Linked DNA regions of Mus musculus: region 2 is linked to region 1. Evidence: chromatin contacts called from public Hi-C data. All regions are on one chromosome and are shown on one strand. Each heading gives the region's core, a stretch centred on a gene start, on an enhancer-like site or on the middle of the called end of the contact. The rest is flanking DNA. Distances are from core to core; before and after follow the strand shown. Region 1 overlaps Arhgap6 (Rho GTPase activating protein 6). Region 2 overlaps Arhgap6 (Rho GTPase activating protein 6).

The links. Hi-C and Micro-C count contacts between places; a contact is called where the count stands out from the background.
Region 2: a contact with region 1 is called in a Hi-C map of the G1E-ER4 cell line, with 2.8 times the contacts expected there. The contact joins two enhancer-like sites. A contact is called at or near these places in 1 of 39 promoter capture datasets (the SN4741 cell line), 6 of 484 Hi-C or Micro-C datasets (the G1E-ER4 cell line, LSK cells, bone marrow-derived macrophages and 2 more), 1 of 115 datasets of contacts at active chromatin or transcription factors (bone marrow-derived macrophages) and 1 of 9 other capture datasets (liver).

What each region holds. Positions count from the first base shown.
Region 1 is chrX:169,045,322-169,050,934 of GRCm38.p6, reverse strand. All of the region lies in intron 1 of Arhgap6 (Rho GTPase activating protein 6), which reads right to left. Among named protein-coding and RNA genes, the nearest start is that of Amelx, 140 kb to the left of the region's middle. Within about 2 kb of position 3,129, at least 5 of the 459 cell types and tissues checked have an H3K27ac peak or open chromatin away from gene starts, as enhancers often do. A contact at or near this core is called in the G1E-ER4 cell line, where this site is marked.
Region 2 is chrX:169,216,718-169,222,330 of GRCm38.p6, reverse strand. It overlaps Arhgap6 (Rho GTPase activating protein 6), which reads right to left. Exons shown (of 13, transcript NM_009707.4): 2 at 1,974-2,133. Among named protein-coding and RNA genes, the nearest start is that of Amelx, 32 kb to the right of the region's middle. Within about 2 kb of position 2,105, at least 8 of the 459 cell types and tissues checked have an H3K27ac peak or open chromatin away from gene starts, as enhancers often do. A contact at or near this core is called in the G1E-ER4 cell line, where this site is marked.

The DNA of each region.
Region 1 (5,613 bases), core at 1,880-4,379:
ATGTCAAAGAAAATGCATGTGTTCTCACTTGATAGGTATCAATACCACTGATCTAATCTAATCTAGATGACATTCAATGGACTGCTTAGATAATACATGTTTGAACACTTCAAGCAGTTATATTTAAAAAAACAAAATTTCAAACTTTATACAACATAAAATTTTCAAAATTTAATGATTAAAAGTCCATTATTATTATTGTATTACACAATATATCATTAATAATATTAAAAAAGAGCATTGGCTGGTCCTATATAGAGGAGCCCGGTTTAATTCTCGGCATTCACATAGCCTCTCACAACCATCTCTAACTCCAGTTCCAGGGAACCTGTCTTCCTCGAATACCAGGCACACACACATTACACAGACATACATGCAGTCAAAACACACATACATATGAAAGGGTAAATAAATAAAACTGTAAAACTTAGTTCACGAGACATATATGAAGGAGGCAGTGGTCTGGACCTGCCCAGAGCCATAGTTTGTTTGATTGAAAAACTAATACTGTAGTAACAAAGGCATGAGCTGGCAGCAGTGCAATTTAAGTTGATTTAATGAAGGAAGACAAGACAAATTTTCTTATACTTAGGAGACGAGATTTTTATGTGTCTGTTTTATTTTTAATTTACCTTATTCATTTTACATGTCAGGCTGGGTAGTAAATAGTCATTTTAAAATAATACCTTTTTCCAACTGTAAATCACCTCATTTGTAATTGCTTCTAGATTTTAAAACAGACATTAAGGTTATAAAAACTGCTACGTGACACTAATAAATAGAAGTAAATATAAAAATCTCCTGGGAGTTGTTGGTCAAAGGACACACATTTTCAGCTAAACAAGAGAAGCGTTTAAAATTTTTATTGTTAGTACTAAGTGAAGAAAAAACTATTTTGTATTTGGAAAGTGCTAACAGATAAGATGCAGTGTTCTTGCGACAAAACAAGTGTAGGTCATAGCTCTGATAGCTTTATGTATCCATTCTAGAATGCAGACATACTTAAAGTCATATTGTATATCATAAACATATTTTTTTGCCAATTAGAATAAATTTTGAGGGGGTGGAGAAGTGGCTCAGTGGTTAAGAACACTTCTGTAGGATCCAGGTTCAATTTACAGCACCCATATATTTTCACCTAACAGTTTCTAACTCCAGTTCCAAAGGATCTGACACCCTCTCCTGGCCTCCATGGGTATTACACACATGGTTCATAGACATGCATGCAAGCAAAACACCCATACAGATCAAATAAAAATAAGTCTATATATTAAAAGGAAGAAAACTTTAACCAGATGTGTTGGTACACATCTATAATTCTAGTACTCAAGGGGCAGAGGCAGAGGAATGCCATGAGTCTGAGAGAAGACTAAGCCAGATAGTGATTTCCAGAGCAGTGCAGGCTACAGAGTGAGTCTCCATCTCATTGCTCATAGTGAAATTATACATGGATGGATGAATAGATGATATAGATATGTATGTATAGATAAATGATGATTATGAAGATAGATAGATAAAAACAATAAAAAGAATTTGTTGACTCTCCAAGGAAGTAATTATAAATACCTCCATTTTGCTAGTCTGAGGAACCAGAGTTACTAAAAACAAAGAAACCAGGGAAAACTGTAGCAAATCTACTTAAACATGAACATGTTTTTATAATATTCTTTTAAAATGTATTCCTATACTATTGCTGTGGGCTTGGGGTAACTGTAAGGAAATGTAAGGAAGATGAAATTCTACCTCTCCTAAAAGAATTAACTGACAAAATTGAAAGAAAAATGGGATAGATGTATTTCTATCTTCTTAAAAATATTAGTGCTCTCAGATATTTGATTAAACATCTCTCTTTCTCTGTCTCTCCGTCTCTGTCTCTCCCTGTCTCTCTCTGTGTATGTGTGTGTGTGTGTGTGTGTGTGTGTGTGTGTGTGTGTGTGTGTGTGTGTGTAGTGAGTGCATTCCTACATTTCTTAACTTTCTTCCCTCACCTTTTTGGCAGCTCCATCTTGAAAGGAAAGCATTTTCCTTACCCAAGATAACAGTAGCTTTGTAAATGTGGTTTGCTCTGGCCAATGAATGGGAAGTAAGAGAAAACAGCAATGTGCTAACCTGCATATGCCTTGAGAGTATGAAGTTGGTTGTACTTGTCTTCTTGTGCTTCTACTTCTGTGGCTCTCCTAGGTAAACCTCATCTCACGATCCTGAACTCCAGAATAGATACACATGCAGCAAGAGCTCTCAACAGAGCAATGTTTGCTGGGACTGATTTACGGACCTCCAATTAAATAGCTGAGCTCTACCTATATAAGCCAGTCCAGGTGACCCACTGATCCATGAAGATTGATGGTGGTATTTGATACCACTGAATGTCAGAGTAGTCTGTCAAACAGCATTAGTATGACAATAGTTAACTGATACAAACACAATTCTACATTCATATAACACACTATAAAGTAAGTGTTATTACCACCAATCCTTTATATTGATACTGCATTTAATAAAAAAGTACAGAGAGTACAGCAGTTCTCAACCTGTGGGTTATGACCCCTTTGAGATTCCAATGATCTTTTCATAAGTGTCACCTAAGACCGTTAGAAAACACAGATATTTACATTATGAATTACAGCAGTAGAAAATTTAGAGTTATTAAGTAGCAATGAAAATAACTTTGAGGTCACCACAACATGAGGAACTGTATTAAAGCTTTAGGAAGGTTGAGAACCACTGTCCTAGAAGATCCCATAGTTCTTCAAATCGAAGATGTCCTTAGACTCTCAAGAAGAGCCTATTATTCTTTTACAAATATTTGCAATGCATGATGTTAAGGAGTTCTGGCAATGTAGTCTTAGTTGCCTACCTTACTGAAAGTAGAAGGCTAGTTCCCATATGTCTAGGTTGTAAAAATAATCTCCCTTTCCAATATGCATCAAAGCATAATCATATAGTGAAACATCCCTAACTGAAGTAAAAGTGTGCTATGTTTGCAGAATCAGATAGCATCAGCACTTGTGACACCTTTTTAAAAAAAATGGTGAGAACCAAATAAATGCAGGAAGTCTTTATGGCTGTGTCCTAATGATAAGGTTTCACTCTGCAGCCATCCTGAAAGAAAAAACAGCAATTACAGGGTTTTTAAGCCAGTTAATCTTGATAAGGGACAATCTTTTCCCCAGGAGAGGTCTGCGAACTGCCACTCCCTTTAAACCAAGTGAGTAAGAATGCATGTGTGCCATGAGTGCCAGTGTTTACATGACGACTGTGCTGCCCAGAGCCACTGCAAATACACGAGGAGCTTGAGTTTGTCCTTGTTCATAAATACTTTTGGAAAACTGATGAAGAACAGCTGCCAGTTCACATGCACCTTTTCTAGGTGGCAGGGAGTTCAACCATGCCCTGTGGTGTCTTTCCTGAAACGGATGTTCCATTAGAACACTCACGTAAAGAAAACAAGAGACACATTCAGGCAGGGTTGAATTTTGCCATGTTTCAATCAAAATTACTTTTCTGGTGAGAATTATAATATCACAACAGTTAGCCAAATATATCAAAAAGAATGTCATTCATTTCTGGTTGTGGTGGCGGTGGTAGTTGTGGTGGTTGTTAACCAGAATATCAAAATACTGCTTACCTCTTATCAATTTACTTTCTTTTCCCTGTTATTCCTGATCAATGAGCAATGGGATCAGGAATGTTGCCAATATGGGAAGGATAGAGAGAATAATTTAAGAGATGCCATTTTATAGGGAGTAGTTCAGTACATAGATTATAAAGGTGTCTTTTAAAGGATTAAGTGAAATGATATAGGTAGGCTATTAATTTTTAAAGGCAAGTATTCAACAAATATTGGCTATCATCATGACTACGGTCAAACTAAATATTTCTAAAAGATAAAAACATAAAACTATTGATTAATTTCTTTGACAGTAATGCATGTATCAAGCATACATCAGGCACATGCTTCAAGTGGCCAAGAAAGCAGAGTCAGGATATGGTCCATGGTTCTGGCCTCTGCATCTTTCTTCATATGTTCCAATGTTTTTTGTATGTTATATTCAAAGAAACAATTAAAAGCAAGAAAGATATCATAAATATATGTGTGTGTGTTTTAAGCTATTTGTTTTTCTAATTTGATCTGACACAAACTTATATAGCCATTTTCCTGCAGTTGTTATTATTGTGCCTTTTTGAAGCTGCATAAAATTCCATTGTATATGTGTACCTCATTTTTGGTATCCATTTCTGGCTATTGTGAATGATGCAACAAGAAGCATAGATATTCAAGTGTCTACTTGCTATGTCAACATCACATAGTAATTCTAGTTTTGACTTTTTTCTTTTTCCTTTTTTCAGAAGGCTCCATGCACATTCCCACAGTAGCTCTATCGGTTCATTTTCCCACTGTAAGTTCGTAACGGTTGTTCCTTCTCTACAGTCTCACGAACATTTGTTGGCCTTTGTCTTTTCTGTTGCTTGTTTTTGTTATGATAAGCTATTCTGAATACAGTAAAATGGAGTCTCAAAGCAATTTTAGTTTTTATTTCCATGATAGCTAAAGCTCTTGACCCTGTCTCTCCCTTTGAGCATTTATTGGCCATTTGTATTTTTTTCTTCTTAGAACTATTGAGTTCATTAGCCCATTTACTAACTGGATCATTTTGTGTTTAATTTTACAGTCTTCATATACACTAAGTGTCAACTCTCTGTCTGATATATAATTGGCATATATATATCTTGCATTGTAAAGAAAATCATTACAAAATGAAAAGGCCAGCTCACAGAATGAGGTAAAAGATCTCAGAAATTGTAATTTTCCCTTTGCCAAATTAACTAGGTTACAAGGGGGGGCCAACTGCAGTCTTTGGCTGCAACTAGTCCATAACTGAAAGACATAAGTAACAATACTTTAAAGCTAAAAACTAAAACTATACTTCTCAATTAGAAAAGACTAAATTAATTCTTTGTTTTCCACTGTTTAGAAAACACAATACATTAGACTAGTGTCATGAGCTTAGAGGGAAAATGGTCCATTTTAGTTTTGTTTTTATTAGTAAAATTTGTTCAGAGCACTCTTGATAGTGTTCTTCTAAGTTTTATATATATTTGTGTGTATATATATATATACATATATATATATATATATATATATATATATATAAAATTTCATAACATAAGTGAATATTAGATCCTTAAATGAATACTTACTGGGATATATAGTGTAGGTCAGTGGAGTTTGCGTAATACATGAATAGTTTAAACATTCTAATTAACACTTTAAGAAACTTTGAAGCCCTCTGAAAGAATAATGGATCTTTCACAAGTAAGTAACTCCTAAGGCATCATACACTCAGGCTGGTTATCTCTGTTTGCCAACAAGTTCCCCCCCCCCCCCCACAACAAAAGAAAATAAAACATCTACTCTCTGTTGGGGGGGTGTTCTTCCTTAGACACACATCTCAGTAGGATATTTGGGCTGTTTCAAGAAGGAGATAGGAAAATGAAAAACCAAGATGTCAGGGTTTGAATGGATTATTTCCCTCTGCTTTTGCTTCTCCAGATTTTGCCTTGTGAACACATTGGTAGTATCTCTTCCAATCAGTGCTAAGTCAGGTTCTC
Region 2 (5,613 bases), core at 856-3,355, 170 kb before region 1:
GCAAAACAACCATGACTTCTGTTACTGACATCTACATTCTGCCCATCAGTAGACACCCTCTAGATTGGTTATGAACTCTGTCACATCCTCCAACAGAGTATCAGAGATTTCAGCCTAAAGAAAAAGCAAAGCATGGCTCAGAGACTCACTATCCAATGTCAAACTCTGTATTCCAAAATTTGTCCTATTTGTAGCGTCAATAACCAACTTTTCTATTGCAAAGGTAATTGCCTAAGTTCAAATGGCTAGTGTGAGAATGGAGGGATGATAAGATGGGTACTTAGGTTCTAGACTTTAGACTCCTAAACTAGTACACCCAAGTCAAAAAGCAAAACAAAATAAACAAAAACAAAGCCTAGACCCATCACCACCATGAATGAAAGAATATTGAGCATATGCTTGTATGTAAGGTGAAATGGCTTAGCCTAGGTCCTGAATATTTGGGACCTGATAATGACAGTGAAGGAAGGTTGTCATATGTATTATAGGTGATTTATCAATATTTCTGACTTGAACCCACTTGATGACAATAGAACCTTCTCCCAAAGTATGACAGCCAAATGGATGGCCAGAAATTGGCAGATGTCCTCTGGGAGATGAAAGGCAAGATCAGCTCTACTTGAGAACCACATTGTACATGCATGCACGTGCACCTGTGCATGTGCACACACACACACACACACACACACACATACACATACACATACACATACACATTATATATTATGATAGTTGTTTTTCTGTTAATGTATGGATACAACTAAATATCCGAGATAAACAATTTAAAAGGCATACATATATATGGTGTTACAAGTTTTAGTCCATGGTCACTTGGATCCCCTGTTTCTGGGCTTATTTTGAGGCACGTTGTGGTAGAACAAAACTGCATGGTTTATGATGGCAAGTAGGCAGACTGTCAGAGAGGAGGCCTTGCTTGGACTAGACTCAGTTTCTTCCCTCTAAGTACCATCCCCTCCAGTTTTCACCACCTCCAGACAATCCACTCCTTCATGCATTTTGTCAGTGGGTTAACCTATTGATAAAAGTCAGAGCCCCTGGAATCCCGTGGCGTCCCTAAAGCCTTACCTCAGCAATACAGATAAAGCCTTCTACACAGGAACCTATGAGGAATTTTGAGATGAAGTAGAATATGCATGTATTCATGTACTTATCTGATGAATAAATATTAATAACATGTCTACCTTCCAGACACTTGCCTACATTCTTCTGCTTTCATTTTTTGTTTTAAGCCCACTGGTCAAAACTCTTTATGAACAAGTTTACTATAGTTTCAATAATAAATTACAGTTTTTTTCATTCTGCCTCAAGTTAGTTTTCTCTGTCATGCAATTATAAAAACTGCCTTTGCAGATGACAGTAATCATTCAGAGACAGCTTTCTATGGACTAAATGAATTCAGGTCCCTTCTTCTCAGGTCTGTGGGAATCAGGCCTTGTGTTAAAGTACCAGGAAAGCAGTGTGCCTGGACTCAAGTGTCACAGTAACAAAATACTACCGAGACTGGCTACAAATGAAGTTCTTGGCAATAATGTTTCAGATTCTCAGTGTGTAAGGGATCAAACCTGCAAGCTTAATAACAGATCTGAGACATTCTTCCTAGATAGTTATTTTGAAATCAAGTTGTCTCAGCTTTTCTTCCAAACTTTTTAGTTGACCTTTCTATAAGCATTCTTCTTGGTTGATGTGAATCCATGAAAACTTTTGAGTTATGCCTGGCTTTCCTCCCCCAACCCCCAGTTAACCTTTTTAAAAAATATTTAGCCAGCATGTACATTGTCTTGTTTGTACATGTCTTTCAAAATGGGCAGGGATGCCAGCTATCCACTAAGAAGCTGTAGTTTCCACTCTGTGTTAATGCTAGCCGTGAGAATAATGTGCAGCCTGTGGCTTTGGCAGAACAGGTGGCTGGCAGACCCCCCACAGAAAGGCAGATCATGCAAACAGGGCCTTACCTTTGGGGATGGTGATCTGACAGCCCAGGTCACAGTCCTGCTGCAACTGATAAAAAGCCACTTCCTGCAGTCGTGCCCGCTCCAGCTCTGAGAGGCTCTGGATGGGGACTGACCTCAGGCGCACGCTACGACCAGACATGCTGTTCCAGGTGAAGTCACCCTGCCGGCCAAGGGAAAAACAAGAAGCGTTACACAGTTCACTCATTTGTCACAAACTTCCTTCTCTCTTAGGCAGAAACAGAGGCAAACAGATTTCACATTTGTGTTCCATAGTTGGCTCTCTAGTCCTCAAACCAAATCCTGTCTTAGTTTAGTATGCATTTTCTTAGTCCGTTGCAAAAAATCAAAACATAACCTGGCTTCTGGGTTAAAAGTTCTCATTTGATGGCGCATGCATAGGTTAAGGAAAACCATGTGCTTGTGAGGAACCTACTTCCTCTATATATGTATGTATATATATATATATATATATATATGGGAAATATATTTTTGTGTGTATTTTCATAACAGGAAAAACTGTGCTAGTACTTTCTATTATGTGCATTTCATAGAGGGAACAATTTTTTTTTTTTGCGAGAGTACGGTGTATCATTGTTTGTGCTGTATGCTTTTTTATTCGTCTAGCAACTCGTTGAGGTGATCAGCATTTTTTTACATTACCAATATCATAATTGTAGCATTGAATAAATTATATTGCAAAATTATACTATATAACAATATGATTTTATTTAGTATCCTAGGGGATCTATTTTAGGAGTCCCTGCAGATATTAAAATATATACGTGCTCAAGACTTTGTGATTTGCATTTTTCCCTGGATAAGAAACAATAAATATGTTTGTAACTTTAAATTTTGTTTAATTTTTGTTTATTTGGGGGTATGTGTGCAGGCACAGTTGTGTCACAGTACACTTATGGAGATCAGAGGACAACTTGACACAATACGTTTTTTTTTTTTCTTGTGTTCTGGAATTCCTGGAATTAAACTCATATCCCTGACACTAGTTTACTCAGTGATCCATCTTGCTAGCCCGTTTTCATCTTTAAGATATGAAATTTGAATATTTAAGGAAGCTCTTTTTTGTTATCTAAGTGTAAAAATAAAATTACATATCCCTTTGAAAAAGTATTTAAAAAGCTGTTCTATAGAGGATTCTACTACCTTTTAGCTGATATTGGCAGCCTCTGTTTTTACCAAGGGTCATAGAGTAATATTTCATTCCTTGTGGGCCCTCTTGATCCTGTTTCAATAACCTAACTGCCTCTGGGACATTCAAGTAGCCATAGATAATTTATAAAAGAATTATGTTGTGGCTTATTTGATAAAACAATTTACAAAACTATATAGCGGGCTACATTTGGCTAGTGGTCTACATACATTCTCCCAATCTCAAAACTATAATTTATGAATGAAATTAACTGATTCATAACATTCCTACCATGTTTTTATTATTCTATCCTCATGGCTAATTCAAACAATATTCAATAGTACGTACCTCATAGTAAGCACTGTAGTAGGCCTGAGATTATTCAGATAACAGTATAGCCTCTGTCCTTAAAGTGTTACCTTTCAGGTAGCAAGAACACAATCTAGAAACTAGACATATTATGATCTTAGAAACATGTGTCAAATGCAATGGCTGCCTAGAAGACAGAGCGTTACCATCTGTCTGTAGATCAATGAAGGCATTGTAGAGAAGGTAATGTTTTGATGGAGACTTGAAAATTGACTAAGAAAGATAAGGGTTTTCCCAGCACAAATGAGGAAACAGACTTATTCTATACATCTGGAAAGATAGAAATAGCAGCGAGCAAAACAAAGCACAAGTCTAGGCCAGACTCCTTAAAGTTTTCTGTGTAAGCAATGCAAAGTAGATTTTCGTTTTTTTTTCTCAATAAATACCAGTATATGAGGAACACTGACTAAAAGAGGAACACAATCAGATCTGAAAAGGAAAGAGGGGTGCTAAGAAATGTCTTAAAACACTCAGGGGGAGAACACATTGAAAATAAAGAGATAAGAAGTGCAGAAATATTGGGCAGCAGGGCATGATGGTGTATATATGTGAGCTCAGTACTGGGGACTCAGAGCCTAGAGGATCTTGGGTGTGAGGATACCCTGGGCTATGTAAACTCTATCTGAAAAAGCCCCCCCCCCACAGAGAGAGAGAGAGAGAGAGAGGGGGGGGGGATAGAGAGAGAGACACACAGAGACAGAGACAGAGAGACAAAGAGAGACAGAATGAATCATTCATAAATTATAGTTTTGAGATTGGGAGAATGTATGTAGACCACTAGCCAAATGTAGCCTGCTATATAGTTTTGTAAATTGTTTTATCAAATAAGCCAGAGACAGAAAGACAGAGACTAATCATTTTGACTCAAACTTGGAAAGATATTCCAATGAGAAATGAAGAGAGAGGAAGAGAAACAGAGGAAGGCAGAGACAGAGACAGAGACAGAAATCTGGAGAGAGGGGGCTGGACACAATGAACTGTCTTATAATGCATGAAGCATTTCTGCACTGTAAATGTCTATCTGATTCAAAATACTAATATTTCAGAGGATGAGGAACCCTGACAGGGTATATATTAGATCTGCTGTTAAGCTCGAATATGGAGAATCCCCTTAAAATAATGGTGCCAGGAAATCTTATCATTTATACATTTTGTTATCAGAGGCATGAACTATGTATTTTACGAATATCATTTAGGATTCTTTATGTTATGCACATAAGAAAAATCCTAAGAGCTATTTTTGAACCAGCTTCAAGAAACACAAATACCACAAAATAATACATAATAAACAAACAAAAACCTCAATAAAATAGAGTTTTGTTTAACTGGAGAGGACCTCACCAACAATGTCAACTAAAGAGATTTCTTTCCCATCAAAAGTCTATGTATCCACATTTAGTTAAAAGAATTAAAAGGCAAACCCAAAACTCAATGTCTATGTTTTATTTAGAAAGGTAATTCTTTTGGGCTGATCTGCAAATCTTTACAAACAGATTTGAGTTTACCATGAAATAAAATTGATTGAAATAATTTTGGTTGAGCCTACAGCAAGCTGTTTTGTTATGTGTTTAGGGCTTCTCTATAATTGGAGTATCTCTTTAACCACACCCAATAATAAACTGGCCAATCCAAGAGGGCCAGGAAGGGATTGATATAGTTCTTGTCAAACTATTTTCTGTCAACTCAGTATGTCAGAATCATGGTGGGGAAATTATTGCTGTCAAACATGCACATTTTTGATTTAACATGGACTTCCAAATTTAAAGTACCACACCTCTGGTCCAATTATATGTGAACTTTTTGACAAGATTCTGAACATCTTTGAGTCTCAGATTCCTCAGTAGTACATGCAGAAAGAGGAAGAATTAACTCTCAGGCATGTGTGGATCACACACGACAATGAAAATGAATTTCTCGTGGAGGGCTTATTAGCTCCTGACAGGATGTGAATAAGTGATAATTTAAGTTATAATTAATATTAATCATCACTCTAAATTTGTACGTCCTTCTGAAGCATGGCTCTTTCAGTGACATGTAAAACTCTTAAAGAAACGTGTGCTGAAGTTTTGAATAAATAGTTCCACTATGTGTTGGAGTAGATTTCTTTTTTTCTAGGTGCCAGTT